Regions from separate parts of the Capsicum annuum genome. Here region 2 is linked to region 1. The links are chromatin contacts, called in public Hi-C maps. All regions are on one chromosome and are shown on one strand. The core of a region is the stretch at or near the end of the contact, and the rest is flanking DNA. Distances in the headings are between cores, read along the strand shown. Region 1 overlaps LOC107851130. Region 2 holds the start of LOC107851333 (UDP-glucose 4-epimerase GEPI48).

Region 1 (5,911 bases), core at 2,044-4,543:
TTTATTTAAGTTATTACTACCTGTTTTGTTTTTCCCAATAATTGGGGTCACACATTTGTCTAGCAAGTGTCATCCTAGTGAACAAACTAAAACACCCCCTTTTTCTTTTAAATTTGAAGTAGGAAAAGATGCAAATATCATCATTTTTCGAAAAGTTCCAAATTTTAATTGGGCTTTGCCATTTGTCATTGTTAACTGTCATATTGTTCACCAAGCATAAATGATAATAATAACAGCTAGATGTTGATTCTTTCTTTTTGCCTGTCACACAGAATTGGCCACGTGAAAACCACTGACCTTCCTCCCTAAAACCCCTACCGACAGAGAAAGAAAAGAATGATACTCTCTTCTTCCATGTTTACTACTTTAATGCATTGACTGAATTACGTACCTCTGGAAACAATTAATAATAGTAAGGGTAAAATTACTATATCGTTTTTTAATATAATAAATTTAATAATAAATATAAAATAATAAATTATTTATTAATTTTTTAAATTAAATAAATGTTATTAAATATATACTTTTAATATATTGAACAATTACAAAGAGTAGAAATACTAACTCAAGAAATAGTGCAAAGGAATTTATTTATCTCAACAAAATTTCTTTCTTTTGGATAGCTTTTTCTTAGGAAAAGATGGTGAAAGTTGAAAATTTGATACAAGTCAAAAGTTCTAATAACTTCACTTGGAATTCACATTCAAATCAACTTCAGAATAAGGGTGGAGCTGGTGAAAAGTACCAGTTAGGCTGAACCCAGATTAAGTAATTTAGTGGAGGATAAAACTTTGTTGGGAGCGCTGTCATCTTAATGGACCCTGCAATGCGTGATTCGGATTAGTCGGAGCTCCAATTCGGACACCGAACACGATGGGAAACCAAAAAAAAAGTAATTTAATTGAAATCCAATTAAAAAACTAACTATATATATCTATATCTATATCTATATCTATAATCTATATCTATATCTATATCTATATCTATATCTATAATCTATAATATATTAAAAGTGTGAAAACCCTTATAAAAGTGATTTGAACTTTTTACCCTTCATTAAAAGATTTCGCTTTAGACAAAATAGCCTTTTTACCTTTTTTCTATTATTTTAGTAATATTAAATATTGACTATATTACCAAAAAAATAAATTTCCTCACAAAAATAGAATTTCTTTTTTACCATTTAAAAAAAAAACAAACCATAACAAGAAATCAAAAAAAATAAAAAATAAAATTCCAAACCAAAAAAGTAATTAAAAAAAGCAATCTTAACGCGAAACCCAAAAAAAAAATGTAAGAATAAATAATTAGTAAAAAAAAAAAAACACAACCAAACGAGAACCAAAAAAAAAACTATAATAGTAATTAAAACAAAAAAATTATCCTTTCCCAACTTGCTTTTAAGCATAGCCTGTTTCATGCAAAATATGGACAATCAACAATTTCTATCCCATGTAAAATAGGTTTTAACATACCTTTTACCAACTTCTATAAAAATCATGCTAATTTCGTTTTTTACCATCTTCACCATCTTTTTCTTTCATTTTTTTCAATTTTGTCTCTTCTCCAGATTCTATTCTCTAGATTCTCTTCGTCAACTCACTTTTGTTTATTTATCATAAAAACTCACTTATTTTGCATTGTTGATGGTTGATTGCTTATTAATAATTTAAAAACAATATTAATTGTTATGCCGATAATTTTACTTATATTCTTGGTTGATTTAATTTGCATTATTAGTCAAATTTATGTTCTTAATAAATTTAGTTTGTATTCTTTGTTGGATCTATTAATAAGTAATGTTCTTCCTCGATTAAATATACGAAAACGACTCACATATTCAAGTACAATTATCTACTCAACTTATCAATTTTTTTTCCTTCTAAATCATGCGTTGTTGATTTTATAATTCATTTTTTAAGCGATACCCCTTTTTATAATTAATGCAGTACCTCTTTCCCTTATGTCTACTGCAATAATAACCTAAAAAGTGATTTCTCTCTCTCCATATATATATATACATATATATAATTTGTTATTTTTATTTTCTTACGGAAAATTGCAACACTAGAGAAATTTAGGTTAGATTTGAACCGTTAAATATGTGATTTGACTGAAATTATGATAAATTACATGTGAATTTATGTGTTGAAGTTTTACTAACTATACAAAAAGATTAGAGTCAAAAGAGTAAAAGCATCAAATTTGAGTTGAATAATATAGGAATGTGATGGACATACGAACCTACAATATATTCATCTGTTTACCCTTAAAAATATATCTTACATTATTTAAAATTATAATTTCATACTTTTTAAATATTAAAATTTTGAAATCAATTAATTTTTAGTTATAAATCTCCTTACTTAAATAATATTTTGATAAACTAAATAAAAATTATTGTCATAAAAATGCTCTTCCGTTATTTTTGGTCTAATAAAAACTAGCTTGGGAGTAATATACATAAACATTACTATGTATATTTGAAAAAACAAAAACTTAAGAATTCTAAAAACAACTAAAAAGTATAGGATTAGAATTTTGAATTCAACTAACTAAATTATACCATAGTTTTGATGAAATGTGATTTATATATATATATATATATATATATATGCACACACACCTTTAGAAAAAACTAATTTATTTATTTATTTTTTTGGTGAAAAAAAAACTAATTTTTTATTTTAAAGAAACAATAAATTAAAACACAACATGCAATAACATATTTGAGATATGATAATTTTCTTATATTGTTTAATTAGATACAATATTTATTTTAATATAAATTGTTATATTTTAATAACTTTTTTTTTATAAAACTTAATTAAGGAAAGACACACGTTCAAAGCACGTACACTAAGATAGTATGTAATAAACATCAGAAGTCAGAACCCACAAACGTTAAATTCTGTATCTATCTCTTAATTGTACCACAACTTCATAAGTTTGAACTTGCAAAGTCTTTTTTAAATTTTGCTCGAAGAAACTCAAAAAAGAAACCAACTTCAAAAGATCATACGCAAGTGAAGTTCAATAATTACACAAACAATCGCCAAAGAGTAGGTACATGAAGTATGTTATGTTTTCTTTACAGATCAACAAAAAAAAAAAAAGATAAAAGGAGACGTAAAGTTTGGGTCACTAGATGCAAGTTCTCTTTCTCCCTTTACAACCCTTTTGCTAAAATTGAGTTTTTTCCAGATCTTTGGCAGACTTCTGAAACTTAGGAATTAGTCTCTGGTAACGATAATGTATGAAACCCGGAAATGAACATCGGCTTGACTGATTCGTCGATAACAAATAGCCAAATACAGTGAAAATGAACCAGGAAGGTGGATATTTACTCTTGATACAAACTATGTGCATTATCATCTTTCTGGAACCTTTTCGGTAGTTATAGGTTCAGAACTGAGAAGCCTTTCCGCCTCATCATTTGCCTCTGCTTGGATTTTCCATTTCTACAATAATGGAAGAACAACAGTGTCAATGCCAAGACAAAGCGGGGTTAAAAACGCAACTTATAGGATTACACTGCAATTATAATGAAGACAGAAAGTACGTAAAAGTAAACAACACATACCTCCTCAAGATTCTCAAGCTCCATTATTTGTTGTATTTGTTCAGCAATATTTTCCTGCATAGAGTAAAATAAGATGAAAACATGCCAGTAGAAAGCTAAAATTGCACCTTCACAGAGCAATATGAACCACAGAAACAATGGTAACCAGGAAAAACGAAATCATATGTATAAGTACCACTCTGTAGTTTTCACATGTAATTTTAAAAAAAAAAAAAAAACGGAATGTCAAAGTTATAACAAAATGATCCTTACCGCATTGCCTGCTGCTTCAGCAGCAAGAACATCTGAATCCATCTCTACTTCAATTTCTATAATGGAAGAAATCTGCAATACACAAGGCATATTTATTCATAAATTTGGAATGCATGTTCAATGGCATTTGAGCTTCACTCATCCAACTGAGCATTTCTGGAAAGATAACGCACTCTTGCATAGCTTTCAATCAGCTCGATCCTTCTCGAAAGGGAGCATTCCAAACTTTCACGCACCCTTTTCACTTTACTTCTCCGGGCCCTTGATAAATCAAAGAGAAAGCCATGTAATGTGTGACAATGAAGCATACACATTTTAGTCTGAACAGAAGCTGTTCATTAAAACAAGAACAGATATAAGGGATTCAAGAGACTTTTACCGATAAGCAGGTTCTCCAACAGCAAAGATTTTGTTTTCCAGTTGGCACATGCGAGCCAACATCCAGACCTACAAATTTAGTGAATAAAATTTCACCTCAAAATACATGATCAAGGCAATAAATCATTCAAAGGATTGATGTTGGGATATTTCCAGAAATCAACTATAATGAACTCATAAGAAACCAATATGGCTAGCCTTCACACCGAAACCACGATTTAACACTGAATGGTAGATAACAGCAAGCTCAAAAATAATTACCAAGTGAAACAAAAGAACATTTATGACATACAACTGTTCCACAAACATGAATTCCAGGTGCACGACAATTTTGACAGCAAAATGAGATAACTTTACAAATAAACATATTAATGATCTTTGCATGACTCTACTGTAACTTATGTGGACTCCTACCTTTTCTCACAGCTAGAAAATTCTGTTAGTAAGTCCAAATTAACTACAGACTATTTTTTTTAACAAAATAAATAGAACCACATAAAGTATGACCAGAGGCAGATGCAGGACACAGTTCAGTTGACGATGCTTAGATGAGTCAGGTGCCTAATGCAGTAGCATGCGAGCAGAGAGTAACGAAATTCATTGATGAGACTCAAGAGTGAATGGTTAGATTTCCCATACATATATAGAATGAGGCGAAAAGGAATGAGGAATATCCAACTAATTAGCGAAAATAATTAAACAAATGCTTTTCCCTAGAAAACGCAATGAGAAAGATTCCCTCAAGGCAATCACTATACAACTTGTTTGCCTGCTTTCGAACTAAGATTTGAAAGAAAATGAGATGAAAAAATTAAAAGGCTATAAACAATTGTAAATGAACTGGGGAGCAGGAGCATCAATAACAGAAATGTGAGTATGAATCTGAAACCAATATGAAAGAAAGTCATCAAGAAAGAGAGCAAGTGTCAAGTGTAGGTTTCCCATTCTATTACTGGGAGTTAGAACATAAAATGAAGAAGTAATAAAGAACGTTACCGCCCCAAATCTCATTGATTAGGTCTTCTGGATCACTTGATAATCGTCTAATCAACCAAATGTCATGACCTAATGGACTTTAGGACTAAAGCAGACAAAACAACTGTTAAACTCAAAACGAGTGTAATTTATTTACAATCTTGATCTAAGTGTCTCATCTATGCCGACAACCAGAGGCAGAGAATTTGATTTTGCTTTGTGAATTGACACTAGAGAGTCATCTGTACTGCACCAACTGTTCCTTTGTGACAGTGGGTGCAGAGTATAAATTTATTTTTGTGGATTTAGCCAAAATGACTTTTCAAGAAGCTATAAGCCTTAGTCCTTATTACTAGTAGAAAATTCTAGCCATCAACTGAAAAAGGAAGCAGAGAAAGCATGTCGCAGTCAACTCAAATTATGCAGGCATGAGACAAGGCTAATAAAGCAAACATATCCAGTTCTTATTCTTTTTCATTTCAGCTGCCTTTTATCTTTTCAGGACCCAGACAGGAAGTTGATTAATGTGGGTTTTTAGCTTTGAAATTGGAGAAATAACAGAAAAAGAGTTGAAGAAAAATAAAATACGGCAATAGTATTGTCAAAGGGAATTTTTTTATTAATAACTCACAACATATATTTATAGCTAAATTTCTAACTACATTCCAATTTAAATTGGGATAACTAATTCCTATTCAAATAATAAAAGGACAATTGATTCCT
Region 2 (5,911 bases), core at 1,726-4,225, 67 kb before region 1:
GATTCTCTAAAATGGACATGACCCTCGTCAATCTCCGCTCAACCACCCTCTCCCAAATCTTTATAGTGTGACTCAACAACTTAATTCCCCTATAGTTATTGCAACTCTGAATGTCACCCTTGATGTAGATAGATAAGATTTCTAAATTTTGAATGAGCTAATTTCTCATAATCTAGAATACTATCAAAACATTTCTGACAATCTAGAACAAAATTGTCGAATAATAGTCCTATCAGAAGTTAAAAACAGTATAATAATCACTAGGTATTTGCTAATGAAAATTTGGCCATACCGCTGTACCATCCTTTGTTGGATAATCAGTTCCATAAACTGTCAGTGCTGGTCTCCTGCCAACAGCAACTTGTTGAACAAAGGGCATGAGGTTATTTGGAATTCCACGTGGATCATCACCAATAGAGCCACTTGGATGTGCACCAATAGGATTGAAGTACCGCAACAATATGACTTTCCATTCAGAGTCAGAATGGTAGACATCCCGGCAAATTTCTTCAGCGAAGAGCTGAAAATTAAGTCTAATTAGCTTTGCGTATAAACACACAGCATATACGTAACCAGAATTCTGGCTATTCAGAAAAGAGAGAACACAGACTGCCCTCCCTCTTCTAAAAGAAAAGTACAAGGGAAGGTATAAAACTTGGCTGCTCAGCAGCCTCAATAGAGAGGCAGTCAATGAGCTTCAACTAGATTTTAGAATCATAGATATCAGCTTCATTAAACCAGCTGAGCACTAAAACAACCAGGTGAGACAACTCAAAAGATACCTTTGTCCTTCCATAAGGATTTGCAGCACTTATGGGAGATTCCTCAGTACAAGGAACCTCTTTTGGCCAGCCATAGACAGTAGACGATGATGAGAACACAAGCTGAATATTTGAAGGCAGAAGCCAGTAAATATACGATTGCAAGAGAGAAAAGATGCATTATTAAAATAAGCAAAAGAGTAGAGAAGAAATACATTTTTGCATCCACGCTCTGCCATGACTTCCAACAAGGTAATTGTACCTGCAATATTGTTGTTATAGTACATCAAAGGTTTTTGGACACTTTCACCCACTGCCTTTAGTCCAGCAAAATGGATAACAGCATCGAACCTGCATTACATAGGTGACAGATGCTGATGTACAGAAATGAAGTAAAGCAGGAGAGCTAATTGGCAAATTTTTACATTACAACCCCCATGTTGAAATGATAAACAGCAAATTTTGGGAAAACAGTATACAATTCATGACCATGCTTATCAAGGTTTCAACATACCACACTGAATAAAACAACACTGGCGATAACAATGGAAGGGTGATCAATAAAGAAGGTTGTACAAAAAGAATTCAGAATCGATGTATATCTTGCAACTAACATAGTAGGACTTACTTGTTAGACTCGAAAAGCTTTTCAACTGCAGGCTTGTCACGTAGATCAATCTGACATTCAAAACAAAACTATAGAAATCAGGAACAGACAAAATGCAGGAACTGAAACAACAATCAAGTGCTTGAAAAAAACATACTACAATACCACAACAACAATATACCCAGTGAAATCCCACAAGTGCGGTCTGGGGAGAGTATAGTGTAGGCTGAGCTTACCACTACCTTGTAGAGATAGAGAGGCTGTTACCAAAAGCCCCTCTGCGCAGGTGCAGCAAATCCAAGTACAAAGAAGAAGAAAACAATGAAGAAAACAATGAAGAAAACATAGCAACTAACAAAAGAAGCAGCGCAAAGCTTACAAGAGAGGGACAAGAAGAACAACAAAATAATGTGATAATCACAACACAATAAACAACAGACGATGGCAGATATCAAAAGCAAGAACAACAATAATACAGCTAGTACAACACAGCAGTAGAAACATACTACAGTACTGTGTAAAAAGGGCAGCTCGGTGCATTAAGCTCCCACTATTCACCGGGTCAGGGGAAGGACTGGACCACAAGGATTTATTCTACAACCTTACACTGCATTTCATACTACAATACTGTGTAAAAAGGGAAGCTCAGTGCACTAAGCTCCCACTATGCACGGAGTCAGGGGAAGGGCCGGACCACTAAAGGTTTATTCTAAGCATTCTTGCCTTGCATTTCATAATATATTACTGTGTAGAGAAAAAAGGGAAAAAAAGAAGGTTACACAAAGACTACAAACTTATCAACAAGCAGAAAAGAACCAAATTCTATAGATTTCAGAGCATAGAGGTTCAAATCCCAATAACATTGAAACTAGTAAAAATCATGATATACCCAAATCATCACTCTTGATTAAAAAAAAAAAAAACAGATGCCAGTAATTCCCAGCCCAAATAAAAACCCAATCTTTACACCCCAGATACACGTAAACTCGATAATTCACACAAATCCAACGATTAAATAGGGAAAAAGGGACCTACATTGTAAAAATAAAGGTTAGAACCAAATTGACCCGCAAGTTCTTGAACCCTTTTAACAGCAATGGCAGATGAATTATCCAAATTATCAACAATGACAGTCTTGTAACCACCTAGAAGCAACTGTAACACCGTGTGACTCCCAATGTACCCAGCTCCACCTGTCACTAGTATATTCTTCGACATTGATCCAAATCAAGAATTCAGATCAAGAAAGTGTATGAAGAAAATCAAGAAAGTATAGAACAAAGGTGGAGTTTTTATAATGGTAATTTGTGGGAAAGAAACTCCCTCTTGTCTGTCATTTGGGTGGAAGAATCTTAAAGGGATTTATCAACGAATAGTTTTAAGGAAAAGAAAGGCCATGTGGAAAGGAGGTTTCATCACGTCGGTACTCTTCTGAATGGGAAAACAATAATATGGTTTGAATCGGCAGCTCTGTTTACACTCCACAGTTTACTGTTGTAATTTCACACAGGTTTCTAATTATTACAGTGTGCGTGTAAGTGTGTGTTTTGTTTTTTTTAGAAGGGGAAGGTTAAGGGGTAATGGAAGTGAACACTTACGGTGTGTTTGGTACGAAGGAAAGTATTTCCTAAAAGTCTCTTTAAGCCTATCATTCAACCCCAATACTGGAGTAGACCTCAACTCGAGACATGATTCTCAGTCCTGACCCGGATCAGACTCTTGGGTCGAGGTTGAGAATCAGGTCCCAAGTCACTAATGGAGTCCAAAGTTGGGAGCTAAGTCATCGATCTAGGTCAGAATCAGGAGTCAAGTCCCCAATTGAGGTTGGATCTGCATTTGAGAGTTCGGTCTCGAGTTGGGCCCAAGGCAAGGATCTCGAGTTAGGGTCAAGTTGGGACCCGACCCAAGACTTAACATCTGATGCCGGCCCTAGCCCAGGACTCCACTTTCGACTCCTGACTCTAAACCCTGACTCATCAACACCTAACTACTTTACTCTCGGCCCGACACTTGACCTTAACCCTTAACTCCTAGCCCTAGACCCTGACCCAACACCTAACTACCTAACTCCCGGCCAAAGATTCGACCCCAACCTCTATCAGGATTCAACCCCCACCCTCATTTTCAAACCTTGCTCGAGACTCGATTTCCATCTCTTAATGTAGACACCAACTCAGAACCCTACTCCTGATCAGGACTCCAACCTAGAACCCGACTCTCAACCCTAATATTGCATCAACCCCGACCCAAGACCCAACTTTTAACTCGGACCTCGACTCAAAATTTGACAACTAATTATAGTATTTTCACAAATTATAGTGTTTTTTGGATTCGGTGTCATAGTATTTCTCATAAACATCAAAAAATAAGTAAGATATTCACTTATTTTTTAAGAAAATATTTTCTAGAAAAATATTTTTCTTCATACCAAATAGGGGTGTGCAAAAACAGAACCGGCCGATAAACCGAACCGATAAAAATGTTATTGGTTTATTATTATTGGGTTATTGAATTAATGATTTTTCAATGGTTTATAAAAAAAATTATTGGACTATTGGTTCGATTTTTTTTATCGGGTTATTAGGTAAATCGATAACCCAATTATCGGTTTCAATATATATATATATATATATATATATATATATATATATTAGTTTTTCTTTAATTTCTATAAATTAACAAACCTATTATTTCAATTATACACACTCTTAAATTCTCCTAACAACATTTAGTTCAAACTTGAAGATTTTTGCAAATTAAAACACATCATGTAAGATTTTTGGTTAATATTAAGATTCGATTTTTTTCATGTTAGTTACTACTATTTCTATTTTATGAGTATTTTTTTATCAGTTAAACTGAAAATCGAACCGATAGGGACTAAAATTTAACAAAATGTTATTGGTTTATTGTTATTGGGTTAACTATTTTTTAATAATTTTATAAAAAAAATTATTGGGTTATTGCTTCGGTTCGATTTTTCTTATCGGGTTATTGGGTAAACTGATAACCCAATTATCGGTTTCAATATATATATAGAGAGGGGGGGGATAGATAGATAGATAGATAGATAGATAGATAGATAGATAGATAGATAAATATCTTAGTTTCTCTTTAATTTCTATAAATTAACAAACCTATTATTTCAATTATACAAACTCTTAAATTCTCCTAACAACATATAGTTCAAACTTGAACATTCTTGTAAATTAAAACACATCATATAGGATTTTTGGTTAATATTAAGATTCGATTTTTTTTCATGTTTGTTACTATTATTTCTATTTTATGAGTACTTTCTTATCGGACAAACCAAAAACCGAACCGATAAGGTAAAAATTGATAAACTGAAAAGATAAAAAAATATCTTATTGGTTTAGCATATTTAAAAAACGAAAATCGATAAATCGAACCAATAATATATAAACCGAACCGAATCGACCGATGCACACCCCTAATACCAAACACACCCTAGGATCATTTAGATGTTTGTTAGAGTTATGAGGTACTCCCTGTGTTTCAATTTATCTGTTTTGCTTTTCTTTGTAGTTTGTTTCAAAAAGAATGTTTCCTTTATTGATAACTCTTCAATTCTAGTTTTGCATATGACATGTTTAAGACCATAAGATTAAAAGACGTTTTGGTACATTCTATATATCTTTAGTTTAAGACTACAAGATTCAAAAGTCTTCTTTACTTTCTTAAAATTTGTGCCAAGTCAAAACAAGACAAACAAATTCAAACAGAGAAAATATTAGTTATGTATACTTTACTTATTTATATATTAATTCTTTGGAGGTGTTTGGAGGCTAGAGCTGTTCATATGACGTACACTAGGTTGATTAAGGACATGTACAATAGAGAAAAGATACGTGTGAGAATGGTGGGAAGATATTCAGAGCACTTTCCTGCTTTGACAGGGTTACACTAGCGATCAACTCTTAGTTGGTTTTTATTCACCTTGGTGATGGATGTTTTGACGTGGTACATTCAAGGTGAAGTGACTTGGTGTATGTTATTTGTAGATCATGTACTTCTAATTGACGGAACCTGGGGAGGAGTTAATGATAAGTTAAAATTTTGGAGACAAACCCTAGAGTCTAAAGGGTTTAGGTTAAGTAGGATCAAGAAGAAGTTCAAGTTTAGTAATTTGACACACAAGCCTAAGTGGTGGTGAAGCAGAATCTTAGGCCATTTGAAAGCGAGATAGTTTCAAATATCTTGGGTCTATGATTCTGGGGAACTGAGAGATGATGAGGAATTCACATACCATATCGATGCAGGATAGATGAAATAGAAGCTCACTTCTAGAGTGTAGGGTGATAAGCGGGTGTCTCCTAAACGTAAAGGCAAGTTCTACAGAGTGACAGTTCGACTGGCCATATTATATGAAACAGTGTGTTGTCCAATAAAAAACCCCCACATCTAAAAGTTAAAAGTGGTGGATATTAGACATTGTGATGGATGTGTGGACTTACTATAAGGCATAGGGTTAGAAATAAGATTATTCGTGAAAAGGTATGAGAGGCTTCGGTGGAAAAAA

The links. A called contact is a pair of places that touch in the nucleus more often than the background predicts.
Region 2: a contact with region 1 is called in a Hi-C map of bud, with 2.3 times the contacts expected there. The contact joins the promoter of LOC107851333 here to the enhancer-like site in region 1. A contact is called at or near these places in 2 of 5 Hi-C or Micro-C datasets (bud and placenta).

What each region holds. Positions count from the first base shown.
Region 1 is chr12:191,897,728-191,903,638 of UCD10Xv1.1, reverse strand. It overlaps LOC107851130, which reads right to left. Exons shown (of 12, transcript XM_047400916.1): 8 at 4,215-4,282; 9 at 4,009-4,096; 10 at 3,836-3,907; 11 at 3,584-3,637; 12 at 3,020-3,461. The coding sequence ends at 3,372. Among protein-coding and RNA genes, the nearest start is that of LOC107851130, 11 kb to the right of the region's middle. Within about 2 kb of position 3,293, at least 4 of the 5 cell types and tissues checked have an H3K27ac peak or open chromatin away from gene starts, as enhancers often do. A contact at or near this core is called in bud, where this site is marked.
Region 2 is chr12:191,964,710-191,970,620 of UCD10Xv1.1, reverse strand. LOC107851333 (UDP-glucose 4-epimerase GEPI48) reads right to left here and starts at 2,975. Exons shown (of 9, transcript XM_016696303.2): 1 at 2,404-2,975; 2 at 1,390-1,439; 3 at 977-1,112; 4 at 783-884; 5 at 293-520. The coding sequence starts at 2,586.